Regions from separate parts of the Mus musculus genome. Here region 2 is linked to region 1. Evidence: chromatin contacts called from public HiCAR-type data. All regions are on one chromosome and are shown on one strand. Each heading gives the region's core, a stretch centred on a gene start, on an enhancer-like site or on the middle of the called end of the contact. The rest is flanking DNA. Distances are from core to core; before and after follow the strand shown.

Region 1 (2,826 bases), core at 312-2,811:
AGTAAATGACAGAGCCCCCCAAAGAGAGAGTGGGCGTGAATACATTCAGCACCTATATTCATTCAGCATACACGTCAGGCTCTGGGCTCTGGATCAGGGTTTGGAAGCCAGGAGGGGCTTCTGAGAGCCTCCGGAGCACAGAGGGCTTTGCACTAATTATCTTACTTTAATTGCCACAATGCCGTGAAGTGTTTATCGTTAGCTTCATCTTAAAGATGAGAGCCAGCTGAGTTCCTGACTGTGCGTAGAGACAGGCCAAGCAAGAAAAGAGTCTCATCCTAAGAGGTTATGAAGCCCTTCCCAAGGGCTATTGCTTTGAGTCATAGCCCACTGCCTGTGTGGCCAGGGTGTGATAAACTCGGATATACCTGCTAAATAAAGTTCACACAGTTGAACCCAGCTGCTCAGAGCCCTGGTGGTGGGAGGAGGAGCCTCCGTTCCCCTTCCACTGCCCAGAACTCCATCCTTTCTCTAACTTCAGGCAGGCTTCTCTAAATCCTCTTCCCAAACAGGGCTTGACTCTCAGACTTTCAGTTCATCTCTGCAAGGCTGTTGAAGTTGGTTTGGTCCAAATCCCCTCCCCCACCCCATTACCCAAACATCTTTGATATCCTCTATCCTCCATCACCCTGACAGAAGATGATGTCTGATCACTCTGGCCTGCCTTCAGCGGGAATTCCCATCAAGTCAATTTAGGTAGACCCTCTCCTTACCTCTGACATTTCTTTTCCTGTTAGTGAACGAATTATTTATTCTTGGTTCACCTACCCCTTGGCCGTAAGTTTGTAGGCAGTTTCTGTTGTATCACAAGTAGTCTATCTTCCCCCTGTGCAAAGCTGCATGGCAGTTGTCCTACAGCTGTGGCATGGTCCCAAATAAGTTCTGGCCTACCATGTTTGGCATCATTGTTACCAGGACCCCACCCCCACCCCATCCCAACCAGGACCCCACTCCCACCCCATCCCAGACACAAAGTCAGGCTCTAGGTCCAAATGTTCCCTCACATTCAGAGAAAACAGTAAGATATGTAGAGAGATGAAAAACAGAAAAAGGAAAAGTGATCTTGGGTTTGGGGGAGAAAGAAATTCCAAGCCAGTTTCCACCTGCCCATATCTGCATGTGTCCATTTAGTCTTATACCCCACCCCCATTACCCGACTTGGGAAATGAATCTCAAGCCATGGGACAAGACTCTTGGGGTGGCCGTTTTCACTCCCCAGTTGGGTATTTCCATGGAATCACAGCTCCGCCCCGTACATGACCACATATCATTTTTGTCTTAGCACCTATGTCTCAGGGGAAGGCTTGTTATCCTCCCTCATCTTCCCACTCTTGTCCCATCTGTCTTTCTTCTTCAGAGTCTCCCCTTACCCTCTTCCTCTGTTTCTATTTCCATCCTTTCTCCTAGTCCATTTGGCATTTCCTCTTCCTCCTTCACCACTGCAGTCACGTGACCTCTGTGCTAGTGGGGAGATGTGGGGAGGGAGTTTCTCTGGGCCGGGGGCTCTGGATGTGGAATGCTGCAACTCCGGGAAGTAATAGCAGATGTGAGCCAACAGTCAGTTTGAAATGTAAGCGCCCGCGAGGAGCCCTCAGTCATAAAGTACTTAAGGCTGGAGCACTGGGCACGGGGTGGGGGCGGGGCTGCATGGCTTCACTGGAGGGATCACAGTCCAGTCTTTGGGTGTATTTATACCTCCAACATCCTTTTCTGCTTTTCCAGAAAGGTGATCCATCTTCCCCCAAGTTTATTAGAGGCGGTTTTCCAACACCACTTATAAAATATTGCAGGCAGCCCCATGATTCATGGCTTCATTTATAACTCACAGCACTTGGGAACTTTGGGGGAATATTTCTCATTAAAACTGTTTCCCAACTCTTTTGTGCTGCCTTCTACCACCACCACCCCTGCCCCCAAGAAGTGCCAGAAGATTCGAGATCGGTTTGAGCGGTGGGCCAAGGTAGGCCTCCTGGGCTTGAGTCTGGTTCTGGGCTGAGAGCGGTCTAGGTGGCCTTCCCACTGCCTGTGTAAGTGACTGCATGGCATATTCTCCCCTCCCCAGTCATGTGCCGCAAAGCCCTCAAACTGTGTCTCTGGTCCTGCTAAAGCTAAAGCTCTGTCTGTCTCCTTCTTCAGAGACTTCTCCTCATGAGGCATAGACAGGAGAGCAACAGGTGGTGCTGAACCTAGATCAAACAAGGGGTCAGCAGGAAGCCCCTCTGATAAGCCTTCAGAATGGTGTGCCTCCTTTCTGTAGCCTGAAGCCACTTTCTCTTTATTAATAAACACTGTTAGCAGCTAGGAATCCCATTGTTCCTTTAGCTGAGGTCTAAGACCCTGCCTTCAAATCCCAGACCAGGCATCAATGAGGTTTTCAGGAAAACTCTTGCCTTGGACCATGCTACAGAAAACATAGGTATTATTCTGTTGCAGAAGACTGGCAGTAAAAATATCCGGAGTCCTTTCCCATACCACTGGATGGCCTCGCTTACTCCTCCACCCTGGGGCCTATGTTTCTCTTTGTGACTGTATCTCCTGAGAGAAAGGGACCATATCTGCCTTTCATGACATTTTCCCTTCTGCCAACCGTGATTTCGATGGGTTGTGCTCTCAAACCCCAGGATAACCGTAGAATAACTCACTGGACTAAAAAAAAAAAATAAACAGCTGGGTCGGATGCTTGTTTTTATATTTATATATTTGATTGGGAAGGGTAATGTTCAACTTCTATGGAATCTAACTGTGTGTGCTGAACAGGGAGAGGTGGATAAATCATTTATTTATTGGGCGATTCCACCTGCCATCCTGTCAATGAATGCCCAGTTG
Region 2 (2,703 bases), core at 145-2,644, 320 kb after region 1:
ATGGGGGAGGAGGGTGTTTAGTTACCCTTTGGAGGCAGGGGTGGTCTGACAAACATTACACGGTAAAATCCAAAGAAGAATGTCAAGTGAATCTGAAAGTCGCCAGAACACCAAAGCTAACTTTCCATTATATCCACCAGTACACAGTAATTAAACCAGACCTGCCAGACCCAACTCATTCCCATAAGCTCTAACCTAGTCCCATGAGATGTAATACAGTCTCTAGAGAAAGTCATTGATCAACCGCAAGACTGGTGTCCCCATTACCCAGTCACTTCCTGAAGGCCCCACCTTCTCACACTACTTCATTGAGAAATGAAGCCTCAGTGTGAATTTTGGCTTAGAGCAACTAAATCCAAACTATAGCAATCAGCAAAGGCAGGACAGCAGAGCTCGCCAGTTAGATTGTTTCTTGGAATGCTATCTTCCAGGGCCAACTCCCCAGGGGCAAGCACATGGAGGTTCCTACCAAGCCACATATTGTCAATGACTGAATTCTTTGCCATCTAAGACATAAAAGTGGAGGAGAGGCCATGTCCTTGATACCATCTCTTCCTTTTCCGATGGATGATCTCAAATCACAAGAGGCGTAGAGAAAAGGGTATCCTGGGTTTATTCTGAGAACTGGTGCATCTAATTCTTTTCTCTGAAAGTCACTTTCCTCTTTATAATGAGGAGCTAGACTAGAGAGATCCTGTGAGGAACCTGAAAGGCATGTGCTTTCAAACGTTTTGTTTTATGAGACAGGGTTTCTCTGTAGCTCTGGGTGTCCTGGAACTCGCTCTGTAGACCAGGCTGGCCTCGAATTTCCAGAGATCTGCCTGCCTCTGCCTCCACAGAGTTCAGGGATTAAAGGCGTTGCACCACGACCATACTACAACTTTCAAGTGTTTCGACTGCCTCGTTCCTGCCGTATCTTCACAGTAAATAAAACTCGCATGTGACTCAAAAGGCTGCTAGACTACATTACATTAAATAATAATTATGTAGCAAATGTTACCATCTTTAGTGACCTTCCAACCCCAATATTCAAGGTGTTCCTTTAGCGGATGACTTATCTCATCAAACGTATTCAGTGGTCTGGACCCCTGAATTTTGACACAGCCATCACAGGGAAAAACCATCAAGAGGAAAATCTGCGACTGCGTGACAGCCACAGCGCCCTCAGAGTTCACAACCCCTCTCTTCTTTCAGCCGCTACGAGACCAGAGCCCGGGAATTGCCAGGACCGCCCACGGCTTGCTACCATTGGCGGCCTCCTTGCTGGCGTGACTAAGGCTCCGCCTCTTCCCCGCTGGGACCACTCTGAGGCGATCTCCGGAAGCGGAGGGGGGCTAGAAATAGGGGTCGAGAGGCATCCTGGGCTTTGTAGTCCGCCTGAGCATCTGCCGCAGGAGAGTGGAGCCTCACTCTACGGAGAACTACAACTCCTAGCAGCCCCGCGGAGAGCGAGGCGAGGAGGCCTGAGTCACGTGGGCGCTGGGCCTGGGCGGGCTATTTCTCAGTGCGGCGGCGGCGGCGGCGGCGGCTCGGGGGACCGGGGCCTTTTGTTCGGAGCGGCTGCGGGGGGCCACGGAGCGGCGAGGCCCGCGGCCTTCCCCGGCTCGCTCGGTCCCGGCCGCCCCTTGCGGGGTTGCTGGGCCGCCCCGTGGGCCGCCTGTGGCCTCAGGCGCCGCCGCCCCGCCCTAGGCCCGCCCCACCCGGCCTGAGGGGAGGAACCGGCCGGGCCTCGCCGCGCGGCCCAGCCAGCTCCGGAGTATTCACCTCTCCTCGCTGAGCTCTGCACCCGAGGCTACCCCTCGCGCCTTAGGCCGACGCCATGAAGATCAAGGATGCCAAAAAACCCTGTAAGATGGGACCGGGGACCCGTGGGTTGGGAAGACGGGCCTTGGAGCCTCTGGCGGAGCGGCCCGCTTTAAGCTCGCGACTGTTCTCGGACGCCAGCCAGGGAGGGAAGGGAGGGATCGCTGCAGCCCCAGGTTGCAGGCGGCGGGCTTCCCCACCCCCATGCATGAGGGCCAGGCTCCTGCGGTCCCCCTGCCCGCTGCTCTCTTGCTCCTGCAGATCTGGGAGGTGCACGGGAGAATCTTGACTCGGGTTTTACCAAAATGGGAGCACAGCTACCAGGCCCCTCTTGAAAAGAGGTAGTCATGGCTGTCAGATAGGGGTTGGTACACCACCTCCCTCCCATTTTCCCCAGTTTCTGGGTTTCCTGCGCGTGTCCTTGAAGTCCAGGTGGGTTCCTGGGAGTTGTCAGCCTTGCATTTGGAGCTGTTCAACGCTTGTGCATGTACTCTGCCTGTAGATAAATTAATGGCTTGGGCAGTTTAGAAAATCAGCTGGTTTTGTGTTTTAGGGAGCAGATAAACACCAAGGTTAAACATCGTATTTCAGCTATTTCGAACACATTAATATGGTGATAAATACCTCGAGCTTTTTTCTGTAGTTGTACATGCATATACATGCAAAGGTTCTAACCCTGTTATGAGAGACACATCAAGGTTCACAAGCTGTCTTTTAAATGCCTCTTATTCCTGCGGTTGGCTTGTTTATTGGCTCAGTCTTTGTGAATGTTGTTCTTTCATTCTCTACTAACTGGGCATGTGGGGATCTGTGTTCCTGTCATAGAGGTTTTACAGATTTTAGTGTTTTATGCCATCTACAACTGCGCCTAGAGGTCAGCTGTAAAGGGGGCATGAACAT

The links. HiCAR-type assays count read pairs that join an accessible place to other places.
Region 2: a contact with region 1 is called in a HiCAR-type map of astrocytes, with 2.2 times the contacts expected there. The contact joins the promoter of Pank3 here to the enhancer-like site in region 1. A contact is called at or near these places in 2 of 39 promoter capture datasets (cranial neural crest and hippocampal neurons), 2 of 484 Hi-C or Micro-C datasets (the N1E-115 cell line and cortical neurons) and 3 of 115 datasets of contacts at active chromatin or transcription factors (astrocytes, embryonic forebrain and embryonic stem cells).

What each region holds. Positions count from the first base shown.
Region 1 is chr11:35,446,575-35,449,400 of GRCm38.p6, forward strand. The region is part of intron 4 of Slit3 (slit guidance ligand 3); the gene reads left to right. Among named protein-coding and RNA genes, the nearest start is that of Gm39705, 96 kb to the right of the region's middle. Within about 2 kb of position 1,562, at least 8 of the 459 cell types and tissues checked have an H3K27ac peak or open chromatin away from gene starts, as enhancers often do.
Region 2 is chr11:35,768,101-35,770,803 of GRCm38.p6, forward strand. It overlaps Pank3 (pantothenate kinase 3), which reads left to right and starts at 1,395. Exons shown (of 7, transcript NM_145962.2): 1 at 1,395-1,847. The coding sequence starts at 1,820.